Linked DNA regions of Columba livia: region 1 is linked to region 2. A link is a contact called in public Hi-C data. All regions are on one chromosome and are shown on one strand. The core of a region is the stretch at or near the end of the contact, and the rest is flanking DNA. Distances in the headings are between cores, read along the strand shown.

The links. A called contact is a pair of places that touch in the nucleus more often than the background predicts.
Region 1: a contact with region 2 is called in a Hi-C map of crop, with 4 times the contacts expected there. The contact joins the promoter of TBC1D7 here to the promoter of FAM8A1 in region 2. A contact is called at or near these places in 2 of 2 Hi-C or Micro-C datasets (crop and liver).

The regions. Positions count from the first base shown.
Region 1 is chr2:69,208,853-69,213,995 of bColLiv1.pat.W.v2, forward strand. It overlaps TBC1D7 (TBC1 domain family member 7), which reads left to right and starts at 3,122. Exons shown (of 9, transcript XM_021301333.2): 1 at 3,122-3,215; 2 at 4,895-5,069.
Region 2 is chr2:69,006,093-69,011,469 of bColLiv1.pat.W.v2, forward strand. It overlaps FAM8A1 (family with sequence similarity 8 member A1), which reads left to right and starts at 2,052. Exons shown (of 5, transcript XM_065052381.1): 1 at 2,052-2,691. The coding sequence starts at 2,100.

The DNA of each region.
Region 1 (5,143 bases), core at 1,872-4,371, 200 kb after region 2:
ATGGACTACCACGCTGCATAAAATCGACATTCTACTGCTTGGTGTTTTCATCTTCTTTTGATAAATTCATATAACAAGGTGTGCTTCCAATAATCATCTGTGATTCCACTGACAAACCAGTCATACAGGAGAGACCAAAACCCAAAACACTTTCCAAGAGCTGTAATATTCAGCAGGACGTCGCTTCCACAAAATTATTTCAGCTTTAATAGCAAAAGCATTGCTTTTCGTGAAGAGCCATGGACACAATGCAGTTTGTATTTTGCAATAATAAACATTAGTAATGCCTGTTTGGCTTTCTTCTCATGTATCTTTGTATGTCAGTGAGCAATTTACTTGTGCAATATAAACATATCACTACAAAATGCAAACACAGTAACAGTTGAAGTCACTGAAAAAATGAGAGATGCAGTATGCTAGCAGGATAATAATTAGTTTGGCTCTGCTATCTCAGATAATCCCAAGCCAATTCCAAACCTGTTTCCCTTTTATCTTCAACGTGTGCTACCTTTTCTGATGTTATTGCAGCTTAAAAATTCTGTGTTTAGGTTATCATGGTTTGGGCAGATGCCTAGGAAGGTATTATTGATTAATGATGTATTAATCAATCAGTTTTATTATAAACAAAGTTGTCCACTTGGCTTATGGATGCCTGCAGCTATTTATGATTAAATTCTCCTTTCATTTACAAGGGCAATAAAGAGATTCCATCAATAGGAATAAAGATACTTTATGTCCCCAGGCAAAGGAAAATAAAGTCATAATTTGATTTATGAAAATGTAAAATTTCTGAAATGAAATATTTAAGTGATGTGTAATATTTAAGTAAACCTGTGTGCTTTGCAACATCAATTTACAGCATGTAGAGTCATTTAGCCATTTTTTGGTGTAGGTGGATGTAAAAGGGCAGTTACAAAGAAATAAGGCTGCTAAAGTAAAAAAGTCTAACTCTGTGTACGATTTTATTTCTAGAAAAATAGGTTAGCCATCTTTTTTTCACTGTGTGCCACCACATAATAATCACTGTAGTCATTAGCTGTTCATGCTAAGCCTATGCTTATGTTCTGAAAAGTCTTGAATTATATTATTTAATTCATTTCCTGATGACCTAAATATAATGCCGGTAGTCGTACTGACAACTGAATTTGGTTGGGATCCCACAATAACCTATTATCTATACGTTACAAACTGCTTACAGACACCATTAAGAAAATCTGTGTGCACAAGTAACATGATTAAGAAGCTTTCTATATGTGGGGTTTAGAAACTTTACTAGAGGGAGTGCATTAATTTTATTGTTTTTCAGGGTAGGTATAGTTTTTATGCTATTTTTCTATGCAGCTACATCTTTCAGACCCTAATTTTGATTAGGAACTTTTAGCAATGCCATAATTGCTAACATTAATGTAATGCAAATCCATAGCACAGTGTCTGGTAGCTCAACTGCTTAAAATATTTCTGTACCTGCTGTACAATGAATTACTGCTAAAATAAATAGTAGTACCTTCAGCCTTTTCTAAAGCACCACTATAGCTGCATAATATATCTTGATAAGGCAAAAAATGAATAACTAAAAGTCATAAGAGATTTCATTGACTTTCACTTGCTGTTTTCTGGATCTAATGATACTGATTAGCTCCCAACAGCACCAAAAAGATCTCATCCAGAGACAAGTGCCATCTATCGAGAAAAGATGTATTTGAGGTGAAGCAGCCAAGAATGACAACAAATGGCACCAGCCTGCCATCTGCTGCTGTACAGAATTACTTCAAGAAGCATATTTGCCAGGTCTTGCACTGACTCAACAGAAACATTCCTGTGTCAATTTGGTTCAGCAAAAGCGTGACCATTCTGCAGCAGTGTCCTTTCCCCTTAGCATTTCAAAAGCGTTGGGCAAGGTTAAAATAATGGCATGTTCTGTGCATTTGAAAATAGGCCACTTAACCTACACAGTTGTCTTGGAGGGCGCTTTGAAATCCTGCTGGTGCTAACTCAGGTGTTTGATGGTCTTGTTCAAGCTTCTGCCCCTGGAAAGAGACCATGAGCTGAAAACTCAGCTATTAAAAGCAGCTGCCTAGTCCTTGCAAACCTGCAGTTACTGGCTGGCAAGATCTCAAAGATCTGAACCCCCCCCACACCATCTAAAAAAACTAACCAAACAAATAAAATGACACATTTGATGTCCCATGATTTTGGCAGCATGGGTTGATTTTTGAGTGTCAGCTTCCAACAGTGAGATCTAGGTCCTCAGATTATTCCTTTTGAGGGGTGGGAGTTTTGGCATCAAGTATTTTGCTCGCATGTGTCAGAATAAATCTTGGTTTTGGAAAATGCATTTAGCTTCCTAGAGATTATTATAAGTAAAATATCCCGAAGTGTCACAGTGGGTGAGCCAAAATGCCAAGCATACCAATTGTAGTAAATAATACAGTACAGGCAATATCATTCTTTGCTATTTTTCAGGGCCTTGGCATTAAAGGAGTTATTCCTTTATTGACAAGCATTATCAGTGGGTCTTGCACAGAACTGTACTTTTTGGATCACTGCTCCATATAATTCCATACTGGGCACAGCTGGTTCTGCTATAACACCCAGACTTCTGGTGTCACCTTGAGACAGGGGTATGAGAGATGCTGTCATTTTCCTCTGGCAGGCCTCAGTACAGAATCATAGAATGTCCTGAGTTGGAAGGGACCCACAAGGATCATGGAGTCCAACTCCTGTCCCTGCACAGGACAACCCCACAGGTCACACCATGTGTCTGAGGACATTGTCCAGTCTCTTCTTGAACAATGTCAGGCTTGGGGCCATGACACCTCCCTGGGGAGCCTGTTCCAGTGCTCCATCACCCTCTGGGGGAAGAACCTTTTCCTCATGTCCAACCTGAACCTCCCCTGGCACATCTTCCTGCCATTCCCTCGGGTTCTGTCACTGGTCGCTAAAGAGACCAGCGCCTGCCCCTCCTCCTCCCCTTGTGAGGAAGCTGTAGCCCCATGAGGTCTCCCCTCAGTCTCCTCCAGGCTGAACAAACCCAGTGACTTTAGCCGCTCCCAAAACTGTCTCATGAAACGCGGAGGAAAAACGAGCGACAGCCCGCTCAGAGATGAGGGACAGCCCTCCCCAACACTCCGCCTCCACAGCCGCCGGGGCGGGACGCAGCCTGCGCATGCGCCCCAGCCGCTCTCATGTCCTCGCCATGGCCGGGCCAGCCTGCTGTAGGTGCTGGGGGGCGGTGGTGGGGTGGTGTCTGTCACCGGCTCCGCTCGCATCCCTTTCCCAAGCCCCTGCCCATTCCCAGGGCCCCGCGGTTGCCTTCGCTCACGGGATGGCGGTGGCGCGGCCTCCTGGCTCTCCGCTACCCGCCACCCCGTCTCGCCACCCTGACCACCCCCCCGCGGGGGCTCCGGCGGAACCCTCAGCCCCGCAGGGTGTGTGTGGGGCTCTGTCTGCCCCGCCTTGCCCACAGGAGCGGGATTCCCCTGTGTGTGTGTGGGGAGAAGGGCAGTCGCCAGCTGGCGGTGTGATTCCCGGGGGGGGGAGCGATCCGGTGCCCGGGTGTATCCGGGTGTGGCCGCTGTGGTGGCCGAGGGGGTGGGGGAGTTAGGCCAGGGCGGTGCTGCGCGGCCCGCGGAGGCCGGGCCCAGAGCTGAGCTTAGTCTGTGCGCGGGAAGGGCCTGCTGTGAATTGGCGGAAGCGTATTGGCATCGTGTCTGCCTCTCTACTATTGTACATATCATTGCTGATATTAAAATCACCTGGTATGAGATTTAATAATATGATGAAAAGTGCCGTTAAGACCAAAAATGCATTAATTTTTCAAAGCAAGATGAGTTAATTGTACTTTTCCATACAGAATGCTTGAAGTGAGCTGGCTGGGGATTTATTTTACCCCTTCCTTTTTCCAGTGTATTGACACTATGTGTGAATATTAGAGCAGTGGTTGCCTAACGTGAAAATATATATCTCCTAAATTTGGAGGGAGAGAAGAAACAGTATTCCTTCTTTTTTCCACTGAGAAAATATACTGCTGGTATAGTGATAGTTTAAAATTATTAATATAGCATTCATTTCTTACAGATCGTACTGTTATTTTTCAAATGGTATTTATTGTTTCTCTTCTGTGACTCTACTATCAGCTTTCCACAAGTGGTACGGGCTGTTTTCTATGTAGCATGTATTCATATTTATAAAATTTCAAGTATTTTAAATGTAGTTAAGTGCCTATAGCATCAAAAATCTGCTTTTAGATGTGGCTGCAACGTGAGTAGTAAACCCTAAAATGCACAATACGTGAACATCACAGTCATTTTCATAAGGATATTGCACACCTGGAATGTCTTGCAAGTAATACAAATGTTTTTTCTGTGTTTTTGAGATAGTTTTTGACCTATCTCAGAAAGCATTAATTCAGTCCTTTGCTGGTTTACATTTTTCTGTCTGGTCTTGGCCCTGCTCCTACAAAGCACTATAAATTGACTTAATTTGAAAGGCAAATAAGCCTAGTGGATATACAAATTTAAATTGTGCATTTTTTGCAAAATGGCCTTTGTTTATAGCTGCAAATGCTTTGCTCCTTTGATTCAGCAAGGAACAGAAGAATTTAACTAGAAAAGCTTTTAAATGCATCATTCACCTGGTGTTTCTCACTCAAATTACTTTTCTCCAAATTTTGCTGCTTTCGCTGGGCATGAAAGTTAAGATTATATTTAGTCCTTTGAGTTGCAAACCAGAAGTTTCTCATATTTGCAGACCTGCAGAGTAGACAGAATTGATATTTAGAAGGGTGAACTGAATTGAAATGTCAGTTACATTTGTTCTGAAACATAGAGTACTCACTGCAATTTACCATTGTTTCCAGTACAGGGATGAGGTACTAATTTATTTTTTTTTTTAGTACTGGACTAAAAAGCTCAAGACTGTGGCTGTTATAGAACCTGATAAAAATGTGAACTTTTAATTCAAATCTACAACTTAAGAACAAGCCTACATATCTAGCCGTATTCTTTCCTGTAACCTCTGTGCTACTGAGGCCAACATTGGCTTGTCCTTGCTTCTGGTTGCCTTGACTGGTGAGTATGAAACCTGGTGAATTTACTTATCTGTGTAACAGTTGTAGGGTTTCTGTACCCAAAATTTTGTCAGA
Region 2 (5,377 bases), core at 802-3,301:
TAACTGAAACATTTGGGAATGAGGAAATATTACATTGTCACTGTTACCTGTTACTCCCCTTCTCTCCGCTGTCAGCCATGCCATTTCACCTTGAGTATCCAGCCTAATCACATATTGGGCTCTAACTTGGTATGCCTGTGCAATGTTGCTGGTGACCCTAAAATTTACATGTGACTGTCAGCATTATATGAAGCCTGTGAGATCTTGTAATTGTACCTTAGGATCTGATCTGGCTTGCAAAACCTGTGGCCACACACACACAAAAAGCCTGACACTGTATGGTCCTGAAGGGTTTGTGGTAAAAACCAATTTAAAAAAAAAAAATAGACTGTAACTGATGAAAGAAGTAGTGAATATTATAGAGGAATAAGCTCTGTTATATTACTATCAGTTTCCCAAGCTAGTTTTTCTATTAGGAGCTAATAGCTGGTTTAAGATAATATTTTGGCTGTCTTCCTTTCATTCTTCATTGACCTTCCTCATCATGCTAAAACTTGCTGTTTCCCGAATGATTTATCCATATTGATTTCACCCAGGTCTATGTTACAAAACAGATACCAGTGTAATTAGGACCATATCCTCATGAGTGCCAGCACCTAACACAACTGCATTTAATTAAGACAGAATGGGTTATTTGCTAAGCACTTTCATCAATTCACTTTATCTTACCTATTTAAGGGACTCATACTGCAGAAATGATGTCAGTTTTTAAATGAGTTAGGGTTACATGGGAAAAATAATGTATTTGTTTTAGTCTAATAGAGGGAAAAACTTTTTTATTTTCAGCTATGCTATTTACTGTGTTAAAATGGGAAATATTCAGTGTTTATAGTAGATATTACTAGTTAGTTCAGTAGGAAGCTATATTAACTTCTGTGTTATATAGAGCTTGTGGTCTGTTTGAGAAGCTTAATAGTACACAGGAACCTTAAATATTAAAAAGCAATTTTGAGAACTGCATTTAAACTTGCTGTAGAGATCCAGCCTTTTTGCACAGGGAGAACATGAATGTGATAGGGGAAAGATAAAAAAGAGAGATGGAAAGCAACGTTTATACCACAAAAACAAAATGCCACACAAGTGGCAGTTTAACAGCATTTCTCTCCCCAGTTTCAACCCACTTCCTATTACCGAAGTGTTCAGTGAGTTGCTAGAGGTCAGGAGCAGCTGTGATGACAGGTGGCAGCAAGTGGGGCAGCCAGCTCTGCCCAGCTGCACCGGCCCAGAGCCAAGGCCGCGCCTCATTCCCGACTCACGGTTAGGAGCTCACCTACCGCAGCCTAGGAGAAGTAATAAATCTGCGGTCTAGGCCAGACTCAGCAGTCAGCTGAAGAGGTAGAGAATGCGAGAGGCAGAAAGTTCATGCTCTGGCCTGCCTGCCATGCCCTGCTAAGGGGACGTTCGGAGAGGAGCGGTTTGGGAATGGCTCGTACACAAGATGGGAGGCTCCCAGCCCACACAACCCGCTGGCCTAACCGCCCTGGGGCAGTCCCCACAGCCGCTATCCAGCTACGCAGCCAGGGCTGGGTCTTTGGCTGAGGAGAAGGTCGACTGTCTCCCTGCGGCGGTTGGCGACACAGGCCTGAGGCAGTGACGCCGCTCAGGGAGCAGCAGCTCCTCGCGCGGCCTCCAGGCGGCGCCACGCCGCCGCGGGGAGGACCGGGGGCGGGAATCCTTGGTGTTTTATGCTGAGGAAAAAGTACGTGCCTTGTACACGGCAGCTGAGAGACCTCCCCAGAGCGCGGGCTTTTCAGCGCCCGGAGCCGTTGCACTTTTCCACCCTGGGGGTTTTTACCTCGGGAGCGCTTGGAACCGCCCCGGGTAGACCTCGGTCCTGCCTCAGCGCCAGGCGATACCATCTCACGGGGGGGGGAAGGAGGAGGCGTGAGGGGAGGTAGCCTCGTTCCTTTCCGGCGCAACGGCAGAAAGGGGGTTGCTGGAGGATGGTACGCTCCTCGTCAGGCTAGGTGCCCAAGGACTCCGCCTCATGTTTGTCCACTTCCTCTGCTTCCCCCCCCTACTTCTCCGCGGTAAGTGGGAGAGGCGAGGCACCACCCCAGCGCCTGCGCGCTGAGCGCGGACGATCAGTGTCAGAGGGGATGGACGAGACGGCGGAGCCCGGCGCGGGCCGGGCCAGCGCTGAGGCGGCAGCGATGGCGGAGGGCGACAGCGAGAGAAGCAATGGTGTCGCCGAAGGGGAGGCCGCCGCCGCCGCCACTGCTGCTGCTGCATCGTCAGCGCCGTGCTCCCCTCTGGCGGCCACTGGGGGCGAGGGCGGCGGCGCGAAGCCGCTGAGCGCGGCGGAGTACGCGCGGCGTGTGCACCAGTGGCTCTGGGACTCGTACTGCGGGTACCTCAGCTGGCAGGGCTGCCTGCCCGCCCTCCTCGCCGCCGCCTCCGCCGCGCCGCCCTGCGCCGCCGGCCCCCCTCGCGTCCCCGCGCCGCCGCCACCGGTCTCCCCACCGCCGGGAGCGGCCGCCGCTGCTGCCTACTACAGCCCCTTCTACCTCTTCGCTCCGGCGCCGGCCCACACAGCCACCGCCGGGCCGGGGCCCCGCGCCGCCGCAGCCGTCCCCACCCCGGCTTGGCCGGCAGCGGCGGGCAGATTGGCCTCCGTGCCCAGGGCGGCCTCCGGCAGCGCCACCGGGACCAGCGGCAGCGGCGCCCCCAGGGAGACGGGGCGGCCGGCAGGTGAGTGGGGGCGGGCGGGGACTGATGTAAGGGGGCGGCCGGCCTGGCCCTTGTTACCCATGGGGAGGCGGGTGGCGGCCGTGCGGGGTGGGCGGGGAGCGGAGGCGTCGCCCCCGCTGCTGCCCCCCTCGGCCTCGACGGGCCCCTCCGGCTCCGTTCTAGGCAACGCTATTGGGAGAAGGAAGTTTGGGGGAGGGGTTTGCGAGGTTGGGGGTCGCTGCGTCTTTGTGGGCTGCAGAGCTGGGCGTGTAGCCGTGCCTTGTGGAAGCTGGCAGCCCAAACACCAGTCTCTAAATCCATAATTCTAATCCGTAAGCGGGTTTGAGAGGATTGACCTGTACGTACTTCTTACAAGTTTAGTGTTTGTGGCGTGTTTTCGTAGATGTGAAGGAGTTTACTTTTTATTTTTCCTTGCGAGGCTTGGTGTTGTGGTGACAGGCTTGTAATACATCTAGCTTTATAAGTAGCCTGTTTCAGTGGTGAAATATAAACTCATTTTATCAGTTTTAGTGGACTCTTTGTGCTCAAATAATTTTATTTGATGAAACAGAAGTAGAGAAGTAAAAACGTGCTTACATTCAACAAGCTGGTGGCAGGACCTGAAATAAACAAAAGTCTGTTAGGGCTACAAATATTGAATACTGTACATAGCAGTGCTTCTGTTTATGTTTGTTTGGAGATAAGACAGTCTTGCTCTGATCACATCAGAGAGAAAACCTGGAGCACAAACGTTTCTTGACAGGTTGAGGGGCACCTAGTTGAGATTCCCTGAAGGTAGCACCTTGGATAATGGTAGAAAACCGTTGAGCAAAACACTGATGCACTTCGGAGAAAAGCCAGATCTCCTTTCTTTCTTTCTGGAGGGCAGACTACAGCGTTACCGATCTGTGACGTTATTTATAAGCTCGGTGGCTGGGTGTGAGGTGAGGATGTTTTTAGTTGCTTTTTCTTTCTTTTGAAGGGAATCTAGCTTCTGAACTCGCTTCTTTCTTGTGTTTTTGAGCACGTGCTCTTTAAATAAGGTTGTAACACAAAGCAGTGTTTTCTTTAATTGTGCCCTGATTCTGGGTTACGGATTGGTTTTAAACAGATATTGCCAGTCATTGGAAAAGAGGATATGTACAAAGGCTAGACTGAAATTCTTAGGGTTTTTTTTGTTTGTTTGTTTGTTGTAATCCTAGTTCTTCAGGAACTAAAACCCTGTGTTAAAGGTAATTCGGGGCAGGAATAGCATTTTGTGCTGCTGAACATAGTTCTTCTGAATGTTAAATACTGCTGCAACACCAGGCCTTCTGAAGGGAACTCAGTGTGATATAGTGATACGATACAATTACAAATGAAGACTGTCGTACTGGTGCTTTGGCTCCAGATGGCACATGGATGTATGTGGAGTAACTAAAGCAATTATGGCTCCTTCTTTTCTGCTGCAGATTATTGCCCACACAGCAGGCTTGGCAGGGCGGGTCATGTGTCTGTTCCTACGTCACTGCAGTTCACAGCCCAGTGTGTTTACCTAAACTGAAATAAGTGACAGCTTGCGTTAATGTGACAGATTTTAAACTGGGATGTCAAAAAGTGGAATGGGTAACTGCCTCTTCCAGTTCAATCTGCCTGCAGGTGGGTGTCAAAGCACCAGAATTAACAGCACTCTGGGCAGTAGCAGGCTTTTTGTGGAAGGTGATCATGATTTAAGAACATCCTTTTGCCCCTCCTTGCCTCACTGGAGGAGATTACTGCTCTTCTGCTGGGAACAGTGGAACAGAATGTGTGCTCAAGCCTCACCTGCTCTGCCTGGTGCGAACCCATCTTTACTGCTACTTTAATGCCTAGACTTTGAGCTGAGATGGATGTGTGTTGCATTTGGCTGTCCCTGCTGCACACATAGTAGCTCCTGGCAAAATAATGGATTTCTGATACAAGGAACATCTCAGATCACTGCAATGGAACTCTGCCAGTCTAAGGCTTACCAAGGGTTGTTGATGTAACGGAGTTTAAGGTAGTTTTAATACTTATTTTCTTAGCCCCATTTAGCTTCTTCCTTATTCAGTTGTTGAGTCTAGTATATTCAAATGAAACTGGGCCACTAACTTCAGTGAATGTGTTCCTTTAAAAAGAGCAAATGAATGGTTTCATCTGGTGCTGTATGCTCAAGTCAGGACTGGGGAAACTGGCTATGCTCCCTTCTGCCTTAGTTGAAGAGTCTTTAGTTAGAATTTAGTTGCCAACTTGGAAATACTTTGACAATGAGAATTTAATCCAGTTTGGTATTATTTATGTAACAGTGATGCTACTCGATAGTATCAATGCAGAGTTATCAGTGAAACAGGTATGAAAGAAAGATCTACAAACTGACGTATATTAAATAAGAACTTGCTCTTGCCTAATCACTGCTTGATTATACTTAACCCATTTAAAAAGCACCCAAGTGCTGTGGGCTTTCAGCTTCACTTGTGTAACTTGTGAGGCTAGTGGCATTATTGGTCTCAGCGGTTGAACTGTGGAGGCTTATTCTGAGTGAAATTTGATGATGTTTTTTGAGATTAGAGAGAGGAACTATTTTCTTTTCTTTCCTTTCCCCCTTTCCCTGTGCATAGGGGTTCGTGATCTGAGGAACACTTCACAAACACAGTCACTACTTTCCACAAGTTACATGTAGTAGCACTTGGGTATTTTTAAATGAAATTTT